2 separate regions of the Macaca mulatta genome follow, and region 1 is linked to region 2. The links are chromatin contacts, called in public Hi-C maps. All regions are on one chromosome and are shown on one strand. Each heading gives the region's core, a stretch centred on a gene start, on an enhancer-like site or on the middle of the called end of the contact. The rest is flanking DNA. Distances are from core to core; before and after follow the strand shown.

Region 1 (3,581 bases), core at 316-2,815, 190 kb after region 2:
ACTCTCTCAACAAAACATACTCACCGAAGTCCACAGCAGCTGAAATCTGCGTCTCATAGGCTGGCTGTTCTTACTAGAGTTACAGGCTTCTCAAGAGTTAAATTTGTTCCTAAATATATGTGTCAGTGGCACGTGGTATTGGGAATAGAGAATTTAATTAAATATTCCTAAATGTCAATGAAATACAAGTGCAAAAAGAAAGTTGCTCTTGGGCAAACTTAATGAATGGCTTTCGAGACAATCGACAAAGGAGAGTCACAATCTTTTTAGGCAAGGACCGAAGGGATCCTAGACATTGTCGGGGAAATCGCAAAAATTCAGGCTGTCTGCTTCTCCGGTGAGCTTTACGCTCTCCATGTATTTTTTTAAAAACTCCAACACGAAAATTCTAGAGGAGGCTTTATTGGGTGCGGTCTGTGCAAGAGAGACGATGGGGAATGCCAATCGGAGAACCCAGATTCAAAGGAAAGGTTTTTTGGACCCACATCAAAAGACTGGCTGCTCGGAAAGTTTTCTCGCTAGCGACAAAGACTTGGAGGCTGGAAAAAGCGTCGTGGTCGCCACCTACCGAGAAGCGGCGGGTCGGGGGAGGATGACTGTCGTGGCCCGAATCCCCAGTGGGTGGTACTGGGTGGGGGGATCAGAAAAACCACTGAATCTCGTGCTTTACATAAACATCTAAAAATCGTCGGCCTCGGGGTTGTAAAGTTTTGGAGTTTAACTTAGGTGAACCGTAGTGTCTCACCATTTTCAAAACCCACCAGCTAACTCAAGTTGAGAAGCAAAAAATAATGGTAGGGGGAGGAGTTTGAGTTAAATCGCATCGCGGTTGACAGAACAAAACAGGAGCTACGAGTCTGGATTTCTGCTCCCACTCCCTTGCAAGTTTCCTTCCAAATCCTAAGGGAGAACAGAGGCGGAGGGTCTGGGGGAGGAATTAAAACACAAGGTCTCCTCCCCTCTCGCCTGTCCAAACTTGGGGGCAACGGTTTCTTTGGAGGACAGCTTGGAAAACACTAGAGAGGAGTTCTTTGTGTCCCGGAGGGTGGTGCAGGGCGGGAGGACTCCCCTTGGCAGAGCACGGAGGGCGACGGGCCGGCCCGGGGCTCCCCGGCTTTTGCAGCGTCCCGGTCTGGCAATTTGCAAGGAATGTGGGGTGCAAGAGCAAGTGGGGGACTTGGACGGCGGCTGGCGCGCGGTGGGGACGAGGCCGGAGCCACCACCCGTCCAGATTTCCGTTTCTGCACCCCGGCTCCCCTCCCCCACCCGGGCGGCCGCGCAGGCCCCAGGTGCAGCCATGTTCTCGCTCCCACCACCCTCGCCTCCATTGACAGCCCTTGCTGGAGAGGGCCGGGCGCCGCGCTTGCCTCGTCCTCGGGTTCGGGGCTCGCCGGAGCGGTGCTTCCTGGGAGTTGTAGTCCCCTGTCCCTGCTGCCGCGTTGATGGGGAACGCATCCCAAACTACAACTCCCGCTGGGCGGCGCTGCGGGTGCGCACGCGCAACGCGCCTTCGAGGAACAAAAAAAAAGAAAAGAAAAAAAGAAAAAAAAAAGGAGGAGGAGGAGGAGGGTGAGAGAGAAGCTGGGAGAGCAGAGAAAAGGGGCCACCGGTCGCCCCCCCGCTTCCCCGCACGCGCTCTCCAGCCGCGGCCGCCCGCCTGCCGCGGTCACCCCGGCCTCTGCCTCTGTCCCCCAGTGATCGGATCAAGGCGCCGAGCGAGGCCCTGCCTGCGGGGCGGCCATGCGGCGGTGACAGGAGCGCGGCCGACACGCACGGGCCCCTCGCCCCCTCTCGCCTCCCTCCCGCTCGCCAGCTCCCCTCAGCCGAGGCTGCTCCGCTGCGGCCGCAGCGCGCGCGCGGCCCACACTCGCCTCCCCTCGGCACCCCCGGCCCCGGCGCTGCCTGGAGGCGGCCGCACTCGGGTGAGTCCCTCTCGCCTCATCCCCGTGCCCCCTGCCCCCGCCTCGGGGGGCCATTGCGAGCGGGGGCCTTTATTGGAGACTTTGCCCCGCCAGGGGCTGCAGGGACAGGGGCCTGGGAGCCGCGGCACGCCGCGCGCGGTGTGGGGCCTTGGGGGGCACCCGTGCCGCCTCCCCCTACCCCCACCCCCACCGCCTCGCCGGGTCTCCAGCCCCGCCGGCCTTGGCAGTGGCCGAAACCAGGCGATGGGGGTGGGGCGGCACGGACGCGGTCGCGGGGGACGACAGTGGCACGCGCGCGCCTCGGTGCGCGTGGGGGAGGGGCGCGCGCGCCAACCGGCGTGGGGTGGGGGGGCGCCTCGCGCGTGCGGTCCCGCGCACGAGCCAGCGAGCGGCCCCGCTGGCTGCGCATGCCCCGCCGCGCTGATTGGCCGGCTAGGCGGTGCGGGGGCGCGCGCGGTGCCAGGCCCGAGCCGCCGTGGGGTCGCGCTCGCCTGGTGTATCTGGGGCTCCTGCGCCGGGGCAGCAGACGCGCGGGATTGGCCGACCGGCGCGGGGGCGGGGCCGCGCGTTGCCTGGTAACTGCGGCGGGCGGGGGAGCGGGAGCGCAGTTCCCCGCCCCGCCCCGCTCCCAGGTGGAGCCCGCAGTGGGCTTTGTCCCGGGCCGGCTCGGCGCGCCTGCCCCGCGGGGCCTGTTCTTTGGGGGAAATAAACACAATGACCGGAAGGAAAACCTCAGCCTTAGGCCATGAAAATTAAGCCGTCTGGGTTCGGCCAGCACCCAGACGACGGGAGTGCAGAGGAAGAAGGAAAATGAAATGGAAAAAGCTGTCTTCTTGCCGCTCCCTGGCTCCTCCACTTTTTCTTAATCCAACTTTTGCCTTTTCGTGTAGCGAATTTTGTCCTCCCTAGGTTATGGATTTGCACTGATTTGCGGCTGGGGATGTTCAGAGGTGGGGTGCTGTTGGAGTAGTGTCCACTCTTGCGGATGCGCAGCTCTTGCCGACTACTGACCTCCTCCTTTTAAAAAAAAAAAAAAATTAAATTATTTGTGGAGACGCGTTCTCACTATGTTGCCCAGGCTGGTCCTTCTGAACTCCTAGGCTCAAGCGATCCTCCCACCTTGGCCTCCCAAAGTGCTAGGATTACAGGTGTGAGCCATCGCGTTCAGCTTAGTTTTCTTTTTTTTTTTTAGAAACAGGGTCTCTCTGTGTTGCCGCGGCTGAAGCGCGCAGTGGCACAATCATAGCTCATTGCAGCCTTCAACACCTGAGCTCCAGCGATCCTCCTGCCTCAGCCTCCCCAGTGGCTGGGACTACAGGCACATGCCATCATGTCCGGCTGATTTTTATTTTCTATTTTTTTATTTTTATTTTTTGAGATGGAGTCTTGCTCTGTGGCCCAGACTGAAGTGCAGTGGCATGATCTTGGCTCATTGCAACCTCTGCCTCCCCGGTTCAAGCCATTCTCCTGCCTCAGCCTCCTAAGTAGCTGGGATTACAGGCGTGCGCCGCCACGCCGGGATAATTTTTGTATTTTTAGTAGAGATGGAGTTTCACCATGTTGGCCAGGCTGGGCTCAAACTCCTGAGCTCAAAGCAGTCGGCCCCCCTCGGCCTGCCACCAAAGAACTGGGATTACAGGCATGAGCCACCGCCCTGGG
Region 2 (4,042 bases), core at 971-3,470:
AGGTGCCTGCTACCACCCCCGGCTGATTTTTGTGTTCTTAGTAGAGACAGGGTTTCACCATGTTGGCCAGGCTGGTCTTGAATGCCTGACCTCAAGTGATCCACCCACCTCAGCCTCCCAAAGTGTTGGGATTAGAGGCGTGAGCCACTGCGTCTGGCCTAATTTTTGAAACAGAGTCTCACTCTGTCACCCAGGTTGGAGTGCAATGGCTCAATCTCGGCTCACTGCAACCTTCACCTCCTGGGTTCCAGTGATTCTCATGCATCAGCCTTCTGAGTAGCTGGGATTACAGGCATGCGCCACCACACCTGGTTAATTTTTGTATTTTTAGTGACTGGATTTTGCTGTGTTGGCCACGCTGGCCTTGAACTCCTGACCTCAAGCGATCCACCCACCCTGGCTTCCCAAAGTGCTGGGATTACAGGCATGAGCCACTGAGCCCAGTCAAGAACATCTTATTAATGCAGAGCTAGCCAAGCAGTAGGACTGGAGTTATTAATCAAATTACTCTCCACAAGAACTCAGAGGCTAGGGTTTTTATGGATAATTTGGTGGGCAAGGGCTCAGAGAATGGGTACTGCTGATTGGTTGGGGATGAAATCACAGGGGTGTGGCAAATGGTCCTTATGCACTGAGTCAGTCTCTGAGTGGGGGCCACAGGATGGGCTGAGTCATGAGTCACACAGGTCCAGGTGAGTCAGTCGGTTGCCAGAATGCGAAAGTCTGAAAAACTCCAAAGACCAATCTCAGTTTCCACAATAGAGATGCTATCTATAGGAGGAAGTGGGGAACTCAGAAATCTTGTGATCTCTGGCCACATGACTCCTGAGCCGTCAGATTATAAAAAACGATGCATAGGTTTTAGCAGCACGCAGGCCCCTCCCATAATCCTAATCTCATGGCCTTTAGTTAGTTTTACAAAGGGGGCTTTGGTCTCGAGTAAAGAGCAGGTTAGGTTTAAGGAGTAACTATTATCATTTTTGCTTCAAAGTTGAACTATAAACTAAATTCCTCCCCTGGTTAGCTTGGCCTATGCTCCGGAATGAGTGAGGACAGCCAGCCCGTGAGGCTGGAAGCAAGATGGAGTCAGCCACCCTAAACTTCTTTCACTGTCATAATCTTTGCAAAGGCAGTTTGGCCAGGAGGCTGTGGGGAGACCTTGTGGGTTTTGCCTGGACCTGGGAGATTCTCGATCTATGTTTGGCTGTCCTTCTAAGCCAGAAGCTCCCTGGGGTTGGGGCCTGCCTGGGGTGAGTCCCTCCCTCCCTGCCATGCCCAGCCTAGCCAAGGCCTAGTTCAGGGCTCAGGGCACCACATGGGGGGAAGGACTGTGTTCCTTGTGCTGAATTAGGATTTATGGCTTTGGGGCCGGTTGGGAGGCGTGCGCTCTGATTCAGTAGCAGCGCTGCTGTGGTGTGTGTGTCGTTGGTGAGAGCGGGGCGGGCGGGGGACGGGGCGGGGGGGGCGGTGGACAGGGGTAAGAGCCTCTCAGAGGAAGGTCCCATCAGACAAGATGGGACCAAGAGTCCAGTTGGCTCTGCTGCGACTTTCGGCATGTCACTGCCTTCCTGCACATCTCAGGGGCGGGAGGGGGACAAAGGCTGTAAGAGGTACCTGGCCCAAGCCTTAGGACTAGAACCCGGGCCAGGCGGGAGTGACCGGCCAGGACACTCAGGGCCTCCGCACGTTCCAGCTGGGTGACCTTGACTCTCCAGCCCCAGCCCCCTGCGCCCCGCTGCTCTCCCAGTGGTGGTGGGGGGCGGTGGGGGTAGGCGGGGGCGCGCCCAGGCTTTTCTAATCTGGGGCTGGGGGGGGGACCGAGGGCGCCACCGCCCCTCCCCGCAGGTCCGGGGCCGAGGGGTGCGGCGCACTCTTCCCACCGCGGTGCCCAGATCCCCGGGACGCAGGGGCGCGGGGTAGCAAGGGGGAGACGCAGGGGCGCGGGGCGCGGGGCGCGGGGCGGGCTAATCCCGTATGTAAATGGCAGCCAATGGAGGGTGGTGTTGCGCGGGGCTGGGATTAGGGCCGGGGCGAATGGCTGGCAATCTTACTGGGATTACAGAACAAAGAGCCTCCCCGCGCTCCCGCTCTCCGCTCCGCTCCCCGCGCCGCCCCGCCCTCCGCCGCAGCCCGCGCCGGGGGTGGGGGCCGCCAAGCGCCAGCCCCCCGGCCGGCCGATCCCCCCCCGCGCCCCCTCCCCGCGCCTCCCTCCCCGCCCTCGCCGCGCCGCCGTCCTCGCCTCCCTCTGCCTCTCCTTCCCCCATTCTCCCGGATTAATTAAGGAGGCAGCGGCAGGAGGCTGAGTCCTGGCCGCGGGCCGGGGCCGGGGCGCCGCTGGCAGGAGCGCTTGGGGATCCTCCAAGGTAGGAGAAACTTTTGCGGGGGGCGGGCGCCGAGGCCTTTCTCCCCTTCCCCCTCACCCCCGCCCCCGATCCCCTCCGCCTCCTCCGGGGGGGGCCCCGCCCCTCCCCCTCTCAAGGTGTTACAGGAGCTGGGGCCGGCTTTTGGGTGCCCGGGGAGGCACGTGACTGGGATTATAATTCGGGCCCGGGGGAGGGGCGGGACGGCCGCCCCCCACCTGCCCGGGAGGGGCCAGGAGCTGGGAGCTGTCACCCCCTCCCTCCTTGCCACCGGCCCTTCTGGAGGTGGGGGGCGTCCCGGGCCGGCGCCCGCAGGCTGCTGCAGTTGGCGAATGAGGTCAGTCGCGCTGCCCGCGGTGGCGGGCGCCGGGGTGGGAGCAGAGGGGGCTGGGAAGGCCGCGGTCCCCGCCTTTCACCCCCCTCCACCTTTTCCCGGGCTGGGCCAGCCCCTGGCCCGCGCCCCCAACTCCCAGGCGGAGTCTAGCCCAGCCAGGATTGCCCCAGCAGGGTGGTTCCTGTTGTGGACCCCCCCTCGCCGCCCCGGGGAGGGAGCTGGCCTGTGTGGTGGTGGCCGCTGAACCCCGGGTGGAGGGGACTCAGAAGGTGGCAGTGGGGGGGAGCACAAAGGGTTCAGAGGAGTAAGTTGGGGGTACTCGGTCTGTGGGTGGTCTCTGAGTTCCTGCAGATGGGTGGAGAGGACAGAGGAGGGGCCACAGGGTGCTGAACACCCACCCGCCCCAACCTAAGTACCCTGGGCATGGTGGGCTTGACACGTCTCCTGGGCTCTGCACCCCTGGCCAGCAGCCAGAGAGTGAGACCCTGCCCCGCCTGGCCTGGGCCCAGGGAAGGGGGACGCTGTGCCGCTGAGAGAGTTCCACCCTCCTGGCAGTGCTGGAGGGGGATGGAGCTCTGGCGTCTGGCCTAGTGACCCTGCCTCCCAGGACCAAGGTCCTGCGGTGGGAGTCTCCTGTGTCCCCATCCCAGCTGAAGCGAGGGTGCTGGGACATAGGGGTCTCGCTGCAGGGCCCGTGGGGGAGTACTGGCTCTTGGATGGGGAATGTGCCAAGGGGTACCCCGGGGATGGCCCTGGGCCTGGCGGGTGGGAGTGGAGGGCAGGCCCCCACAGTTTTTGGAGGAGTGGGCATTTGCAAGGGTTTCTCTTAGAAGAGGAGAGGGGTGTCTAGAAGCTCCCCTGGCCTGCCGCTGCTATGGTCGGCCTCTGTGTGTCTGGCTGCCCCGTGGCCAGGACTGTTGACTCCTTGGCACTGGCCTGGGGCCTTGGGGCTTGGAAGGTGCCCCAAGCAGCTCATTTATTTCAGCAGTGTCATTCCAGAGGGGAAAGGCACCAGCATCGATTATTTATTCTAAGCAGGAGGAGGTGGCTGGAGGCTGGTGGCTGCTGGCAGGGAGGGGTTAGGTATAAGGTAGTTAGGTGGCCATCATGAACCGCCCTATTTGGGGCCCAGGAGGGTGTGAGATAGACTCTGACCTCTTCTGAGCAGGCACCTGCGGACCAAGGGACAGGCTTGGCCCCAAGGTGACAGGGTATCGGAACCCCCATCCTGCCTCTGGGGTGTGGGAGGCTCAAGTCCACACCTCATTCTTCCACAGCCTGCTCTGAGGTGACCTAGAAATCAGCAGTTCTGACTCAGAGGGTCCCACAGGACCCCACAGAGGAAACT

Evidence for each region. A called contact is a pair of places that touch in the nucleus more often than the background predicts.
Region 1: a Hi-C map of liver shows a contact between it and region 2, with 3 times the contacts expected there. The contact joins the promoter of GTF2I here to the promoter of GTF2IRD1 in region 2. A contact is called at or near these places in 2 of 14 Hi-C or Micro-C datasets (cortical neurons and liver).

The regions. Positions count from the first base shown.
Region 1 is chr3:52,156,814-52,160,394 of T2T-MMU8v2.0, forward strand. GTF2I (general transcription factor IIi) reads left to right here and starts at 1,566. Exons shown (of 33, transcript NM_001257365.1): 1 at 1,566-1,922.
Region 2 is chr3:51,964,463-51,968,504 of T2T-MMU8v2.0, forward strand. GTF2IRD1 (GTF2I repeat domain containing 1) reads left to right here and starts at 2,221. Exons shown (of 27, transcript NM_001265985.2): 1 at 2,221-2,363. The region is part of intron 12 of CLIP2 (CAP-Gly domain containing linker protein 2); the gene reads left to right. It overlaps LOC144339817 (a long non-coding RNA gene), which reads right to left. Exons shown (of 2, transcript XR_013415223.1): 2 at 2,583-4,042.